3 separate regions of the Gossypium hirsutum genome follow, and all the other regions are linked to region 1. The links are chromatin contacts, called in public Hi-C maps. All regions are on one chromosome and are shown on one strand. The core of a region is the stretch at or near the end of the contact, and the rest is flanking DNA. Distances in the headings are between cores, read along the strand shown.

Region 1 (2,680 bases), core at 109-2,608:
TCCGGCTATGTGTCCCCTGCACGAAAAATTTGCAAGTTAGTATGCATGGTAGTAAACACACGGGCAGAGACACGACCGTGTGTCTCAGCCGTGTGAAGGACACGACCTAGCACACGGGCGTGTGCCTTGGCCATGTGACCCTTAAGAATTGCTGACGTCAGAAACAGAATGTCTAGGTTTTTGCACACGGGCATCTCATGGCCGTGTGAGGGACACGAGCCATGGACACGGGCGTATGCTACGCCGTATGAAAACCCCTGTAGGTTCGAAATTAAAATTAATTTCACTCGGGTAAAGGACACGGGTGTGTCCCTATATGTTTAGGCCGTGTGAGTCACACGGGCCAACAGCACGACCATGTCGAATTGGCCACACGGGCGTGTTGCCCCTCCCACACGGACGTGTGCCCTTGTGTCTAGTGTTATTTTTCAGAGTTCGTTGAAGGACCTGAATTGGTCCCGATTGGTTTTTAAATGAGTGTTAGGAGTCTCGTAAGCCTTATTGAAGAAGTTTAGAATAGGTTTTAAATTTGACCAGGTCTTGATGATTCAGAAGAGTAGGAATGCATGTGTTCAAGGTAGGTAACACCTCGTATTCCGCCCCGGCGTAGGTTACGGGTGTGGGGTGTTACAGCTATGAGCTACGAGCTACCTCTATCCCAAAAAATATTTCAAAGCACCAAGATCCTTTATATAGAAGCAAGAACTGAGATACTCCTTAAAAGTTTTCAAAGCAGCAAAATCATTCCCAAAAATACTTAAATTGCAGTTTAGTTTAGGAATGTAAAGAACGAAATGAATTTTGTCTGTCAATTTAACCATTTTTTTTAGGTAGTCACCACTATTTGGCAATCAGGGAGTCCTACGGAACATGGTACAACATCTCTTACATTCATCAAACACATAAGATCACTCGTAACATGATTTGAACACTCCATATCAATTATCCAATTATTCTTAGACTTACCATTCAACAGAGTGGATGTTGATTGTTTATTATCGAACACTACCAGAAGAGATTGCCATTGCTCAATGGTAAAACTAGTAAGTGCCGCCTCCCTTGGTAGTGGCGGAGGAGGAGAAGACTCACCGCTAGCCTTTTAGAATAATGAAAGAAAAAAATTGTGTAAAAAACCTTACTCATATGCCATGACAAAAATAGGATAATCTCTTAAATTTTATTGATAGATCTTAAGAGTATATATATATATACAATAGTAGTTACATAGGAATCAAATTGCTAAAATATAATGTCCTATAATAATATCACATAATATTGATTAAAAATCAAATTATTAAAAGATAATATAATGTTATGATTTTAATTAAGTTACTTAAAGCAACCTTGGCCAAAAAGCAAGTAGCTGTTGATTTAGGAGGTCTCAAAAGAGTTGAGTAAAGCTTTTGACAGGAAGAGTTGACGTTTGATTCAATGTTTTCCGGAGACAATTTTAAAAATTTCCGATCATCAAACTATTTTTCGTAAAAATAGACATAAAAAGTAACAATTATTTTTCGACGGTGCAACGTTGTTATTAGCGGTTGATAAAGGGCCGTGCTTGGCTGGCCTGGAGGTGCTGGGTCGGGCAAATTTTGAAGTTCATTGGGTCGACAGGGCCTGTTTGACAGACGGATAGTATTAGTAACTCGTTTCATTACGATTACAGAAAACTTGAATCAAACAATTGGGAGCTTTACTTTTGAGTAAACAACACTCTCAAAGCAATGGCAAACAATCCCTCACAGCTTCTTCCATCAGGTGACAGTTTTTCTTTCACTTTCCCTTAAATTTCTCGAGAAAGTTGGATTAAATTCTGATTTGGGTTTGCTTGATTTGTGTTTACAGAGTTGATAGATAGGTGCATAGGGTCCAAAATTTGGGTGATAATGAAAGGTGACAAGGAGCTCGTGGGTACTCTCAGAGGCTTCGATGTCTACGTTAACATGGTCCTTGAAGATGTCACCGAATAGTAAATCTCTTCCCTTTCTCTCTTTTAATGTTTACATATAGATTAGACCTCATATCTAGGCTTTGATTTCCCTTGTGTGTGTTAGGGTTTTATGTAAAATCGTGTTAGGAAAGTGACGGGAAAGAGATCAAGTTGGAGTTTTGGTTTCTGGATATTAGCCATGTTGCATGTATTTAAACAAATTTCAAATTTATGGTACCCCTCTTTGTCCCATGACTTTTGTTTGCCCTGAATATTCCGATGAATTTAAGATTTGCTTTTCATCTTTTGGTTCAATGTTTGAATTCTTTCTCAGTAGCAAGATGGTAACCGGAGAAAGTGAGATGGCTTAAAAGTTTGTTCTGATAGGGTGTGATTTAGAACTAGTTTTCTTCACAAAATTGGTGCCTTCTGTTAGAGTTTGGTTTTTTCAGCAAACCTTTTTGATCTCTGATAAATTTGTATCATTGGCATCCTCGGAACATATCAAGAACCAGCAATCTATGTAGCCAATGTTTTTGGGCTCGATGTCTGCTCACTTAGCTAACTACATTGCTTCCAATTTGATATTCATTGCTTGATTGTACTTTTTTCCACATTTAATTTACTATGTGATGTTTTTTTTTTTTCAATTCGAGAGTGATAACGTGTTTGATTTTCTTACTCATGTGCTTGAAAATAATGAGAAGATGTGCCCTTTTGATTGACTTGTATTGGCCTGGCAACAGATTT
Region 2 (2,680 bases), core at 110-2,609, 190 kb before region 1:
AATTTCCCTGTCATACTTCATCATTGAAGTTTCAATTGAGAAAGAAAAGACATTCGGGGAACTGGGTAAAAGCAACAGTATGGCAAGACAAAGGGATTCTCATGAAAAAGGGCACTTCTTTGTTTGACAAAAGAGAAGAAAAAATCAGGGTAAAGCGGGAATCACTAACTGCTATGGTTGCTGGTTCAATTAAAGAAACTGGGAAGCAAAATCAAAAGCATACCAGTAACCTAGAAGTTTCTTGCTGAACTGAAACTTGGAACTTCTTGCCATGGGAGCGTGCAGTTTTGGTGGGTTTTCCGTTAAAGACCTCTCCTCGGTATATTAATCTTAGCTTTCGTTTTAATAACTCAATCTGCTCGTCTACTTTCCCACATTTCTGTCAAGTTACATTTAATATGTGAAGACAATAGATAGTCTTAAGAGGGACGTCAAATCAATCATCCATATATACCTTACCTTGTATAAGTCAATGAGAACATTGTCAAGTGATTCCTGAGCTTGTTTGGGGCAACGGCCCTGAAAGACTTGATGGCTTCAATTGCTTCTTCAGTTCGGTTTAGTTGCTTCATCACCACCGCCATGTCTTTTAGTGCGCTCTCTACTCTATCCCCGGCGTTTATTGCCTTCCAAAATAGTACTATCGCTGCTTCTGGATCCTTTTCTACCAGCTGCATTCGTTCAGAAAAGTACAAATAAGTGATTGTGCATATGAAAATGGAGAAATTGTAGATATGGCTTCCACAGTCAACTATTTTTTATTAGTTGATGAAAATGACTATGGCAATGACTTGATTCTTTATGCCATGCTAGCCTAGCATGGCATGCAACAGCCAATTAGGGTACATTCTCCATCCATCTTTCATTAAGCAACTGTCAAAAATAGAGGAAGTATCCACTAAAGGAAAACAAAATAGGGTTAGCTATATGTGTAGCAACATCACACACATACACATATATATACATATAAGGAACTTAAGAAAACCTAATAAAAAGTGAAACTTGTTTGTTGATTACTTGAATGTTCCAAAGGGAAAAATATAAAGAGAGAGACAAACCTGAGCATGTTTGGCTTTAACATAAGGAGTATCACCTTGAGGAATTTTATGAAGAATATGAAAAAGTTGGTCTTTTTCATTATGTCTTGATGAGGAGCTGCTCATCATCATCATCATTTCATTCTTTGATGATGAGCTCATCATGCTTCCCCCCTTCTCTTTAATTTATCTGAAGGAAAAGGAGGAGAAATAGGTCAATTGAACTGAGGTGATGATGAGTGAAGAAGACTAGAGGTGTTTTGGGATGCATAGACAATATTAAGGGATGAGGGGGACGGCTTAACCACAAAGCCAATAGGTAAGAGGCAAATATAGAAAGGGGGGTTCAAAATCAAGTGAATACATATGAATGTGGACGACCTTGCGTCCCTATTCTCAATTTTATTATATTACTTCTCTCTCTGACATGATGAGACTCCATAACGTCACTCGTCTTGTTCCACTGTCAACATTAAACCTCCAATTACGTTTTTTTTCCTTTAAAAATTTTTTAAGCGGTGCTTTATTTTATTATTATTCTTTCTTATCATTATCTTAGACCTGTACTTCGTTCGGGGTAGATACATTATAGTAAATGATTAATTCCAAGCAGTTTGTTCTGTTGTGAAAAAATTTCGAATTAATTTGACTAAAATTTATTTTTTCACTTATATTTAATTTTTTAATTAAGTGACGTGAAATTAAAAAATTAAATATTTTAAATTAAAATATTATTATAGTATAATTAATTTTTTATTAAGATACGTAAATTTGAATATATATATTTAAAAAAATTAAAAAAAAATTAGAAAAAAATAATTTAGTATGATAAACTTGAATCATTAATTAATTTATTTAATTCAAAAATTATTATTTTAAAATTTTTTTATATATTTTTTTTAAATGTAAATTTTGGAAGTTTGAATTTTTGAATTTTTTTTGTAATTTTTATTGAGAGTGTAACTAATTTGTTCATTTTAAAAATTCACAGTGATTAAAAAAGTATTTACATCAATTTTTTATTCGAGTTATTTGAATTGTAAAATTCAACTCGACTCGAATTTAAAACTCGAATTACTTATTTGAATTGACTCGAAAAATTAGATAACTTAATTCGATTTACTCAAAATTTAATTTTTTTTTCAAATTTTATTACTATAATCAATTTCAGTTTAATGTTTTAATTTCATTTCGGACGAAATGTTTGGTACTCATTCTTTCAGTAGTAAATTAAGATAATTAGTTTTTTTTACCATTAACACCAATTCTTTTCTCCAACTTCGATCATACCAATTATTGCATAAATAAAATTTAGAGATGCAAAAAGCTTTCAAATTTTTTTTAAAAAAGTTATTAAGTCCCTCCATTTTTCTATAATAATCAATTGAGCACTTGAACTTTTAAAATGCATCAAATCAACCCTCAAATTTCTTCAAAAAAAGCAATTAAGTTCCTTTTTTTTCAATTAATTGGGTATTTGAACTTTCAAAATGCATAAAAAAGACCCTCAAAAATTTTCAAAAAAGCAATTAAGCCCCTGCTCTTATTAAAGATTAGAAAAAATTATAAATAATAATAAATAATAAATTTTAGAAAATTTAGAAAATTTATTAAAAATCATAAAAAAATAACAACTCCTAGTT
Region 3 (2,680 bases), core at 105-2,604, 150 kb before region 1:
TTAACTTGTACAAAGAAAATCAGATGACAAATCCTGATGCAAAGCTCCAAAGCACTGAACAATATAATGCAATGTAAAAAGTCCTAGAAAACTTGATCAAATAGAACCCTTGAATAAGTAACTAAGTGTTAGTCTTGAACCAGACAGCTATCATACCTGCACTCGGGCCACAAAAACCAGAAGAGATTGTCAATTTTGATATATATCAATCTAAAATTTTTATCAATCATCAATAGAGAGAAGAAAAATGCATAGCAACCATGCAGATAGTGCAGCATAGAGGCAAAGGTAGAAATAGTTGTTTGAAGTTTGAACAATCAATTGAATTTGAATAGTACTTTTTTCATAAAGTTTTTATGCTCAATGAGATTTATTTCCCAGATTACTTGGTGATAAACATGAGAATACAATTGTATAGCTCAAGCAATCAAAATTTTTTAATTCTTTCATAACTACTTCCCCAAACACCACGAGTAAGACTTCTTCAAAGGTGAAATTTCGAATAAAATAATCATAGAGTTGCTCAGGAGCACCTAAAGACCATCTTTTCAATTCTCATCCAATAATAATTGAATATCACAATTTTGCTCTTAATTGTGCTCGGCTACCATTAATCCTATAGCCTCGTATTGAAATACAAAATTCACCTCAGGGAAATTTTATGGTAAACATATATATACATACATACATATATATATAAGTTGCTTTCTAAAAATGAAAAAACAAGTTCCCCGGAACATAATGAGTCTTACTAGGTGTTTCCAGATTCCAAAATTCCAGATTTAATTCCCCCCCCCACCCGAAGATTCAATATCTTAAAATCAAAATCAGAAAACCACCATATATATCATCTGATCCTTCCCCAGCAATTACCAAAACATCCCAAACCCTAACCCTAACCACCCAAAAAGATTCCTCCTTTATCAGGATAAACGATCCAAACAACATCAGTATATGAATTACAGGCAGAAAATCAAAAGCACCCTATTGGTCATATAACAGAGATCAATCAGTTCATCAATCCAAAAATAAAAAAGCAAAAAGCAAAAAACATGAAAAATAATTTAACAAATTAACATACGGAAAAGGTGAGGATTTACAAATACAGAGGGGAAATAATTCGAGAACTGAAAATTATCCGATCTCTAAAAGGGGGGGAGTTGAGATTGCGTGGAAAGGTAGAAGCACCGTAAAAGAAAGGAAAAAAAATCTGACTAAATGTCTAATGAGAATTGAATTGAATAAAATAGAGTTAACAGCAGCAAACTCCCTTTTAAAAGTTAATATAAAATATTAATTTTATATAGGCGGTGAAAGGAAAGAGAGAGAAAGAAGAAATGATAATGGAAGTTGAGAAATGAGAAGTGAGAAGAGGAATTCATCGGGTACAACCACCTCCATTGCTGTTGATGGTTTCCTACACGTGCCCTCCATGTAATGTCTCAATCATTCCGGGTCCCGCATAGATGACCTGGCATCCGACTAGCTCCTTTATAAATAGATGTTTATAACTTTTAAACATTTATAAAAATAATGAGTTAAAACCCACTATTCATTATTAAAGATGTTTAATATACATGTTAATAATTAAATAAACTTTATTCATTTATGTTGTATTGAATGTCAAATGGCTTATATATATCTCTTTTATAAATGAAAAGATGAGATGAGAAAATTCTTTATTTACTTTAAGTGTTCTTTTACTTAATTAATTATTTTATAACACGTTATCAGCACGAGCTTTTAAAAGTTCATATTGAAGTTCACGTCATTTCACTTTATTTAATTTACCCGTAAAACGATCCCGTTAAACTATATATGGTATATGTATTTTCATAATTCTTTTATTTTATTTTCTAAATGAAATATTTGCTTTGGGTAACATTTACACATTTATTTTTACAACTCAAATCTAATAATGATAATTATATATACATTTTTTTTATTAACAGAAATTTCAATTAATGTAATTTGTGTTAAGTTATTATTATGACTATTTTTCTTTATGCCAATATTTGACATTCATGTTATTATTTAGCAAATCTGGTATATATAATTAAATTATTTTACGATTGATAATGCTTATTATTTTACTAATATTTTTTTTATTTATTATTCAAGTTATTATAATGTAATAGCCCAAAATTGGGTCTAGTTGGAATAGAAGTTTCGGGACCACAAAATCTGAGATAGAAATAATTATTTTATGATTATTTTGAGGTCTATGATATAATTGCATGATTTTGTGAAAATTTCGTGAAGAAATTCTATGCATAAAGTGCTCAATTTGAAGTTAGGGACTAAATTGAATAAGTTGCAAAACTTGCATTCTAGAAGTTTCTAGCATGAAATTGCTTTGAAATATTAATTAGGAGGTCTTAAATAGAAATTTGACCAATTTCTAAGTTATAAAAATTGGACATGGATGGAATTTTTGAAAGTTTAGTAAGGAAAGGCATTTTGGTCATTTGGTAATTAAAAGAAATAAAAAGGGAAAATAAAGCCAAAATTGACTCATCTTTCTCATGGAGGCCGAAATTAGCATGGGGGAAGCCATGGCTAGGGTTTTCAAGCTTTCCAAGCTCAATAGTAAGTCCGTTCTAACCCCGTTATTCAAGTTCTTTACGTTTTTGGAATCCCGGTAATTTGATTAAGCTTATTCTAGCAATAATTTAAGCTA

Evidence for each region. Hi-C and Micro-C count contacts between places; a contact is called where the count stands out from the background.
Region 2: a contact with region 1 is called in a Hi-C map of leaf, with 5 times the contacts expected there. The contact joins the promoter of LOC107955234 here to the promoter of LOC107955231 in region 1. A contact is called at or near these places in 12 of 34 Hi-C or Micro-C datasets (callus, fibers, hypocotyl and 2 more).
Region 3: a Hi-C map of leaf shows a contact between it and region 1, with 2.0 times the contacts expected there. The contact joins the promoter of LOC107955232 here to the promoter of LOC107955231 in region 1. A contact is called at or near these places in 3 of 34 Hi-C or Micro-C datasets (hypocotyl and leaf).

Annotation. Positions count from the first base shown.
Region 1 is chrA07:45,246,952-45,249,631 of Gossypium_hirsutum_v2.1, reverse strand. LOC107955231 (sm-like protein LSM5) reads left to right here and starts at 1,358. Exons shown (of 4, transcript XM_016890966.2): 1 at 1,358-1,758; 2 at 1,846-1,969. The coding sequence starts at 1,725.
Region 2 is chrA07:45,432,448-45,435,127 of Gossypium_hirsutum_v2.1, reverse strand. It overlaps LOC107955234 (protein SULFUR DEFICIENCY-INDUCED 1), which reads right to left and starts at 1,359. Exons shown (of 5, transcript XM_016890968.2): 1 at 1,059-1,359; 2 at 521-671; 3 at 460-518; 4 at 224-379; 5 at 1-7. The coding sequence starts at 1,202.
Region 3 is chrA07:45,395,627-45,398,306 of Gossypium_hirsutum_v2.1, reverse strand. LOC107955232 reads right to left here and starts at 1,354. Exons shown (of 4, transcript XM_041118117.1): 1 at 1,082-1,354; 2 at 1-156.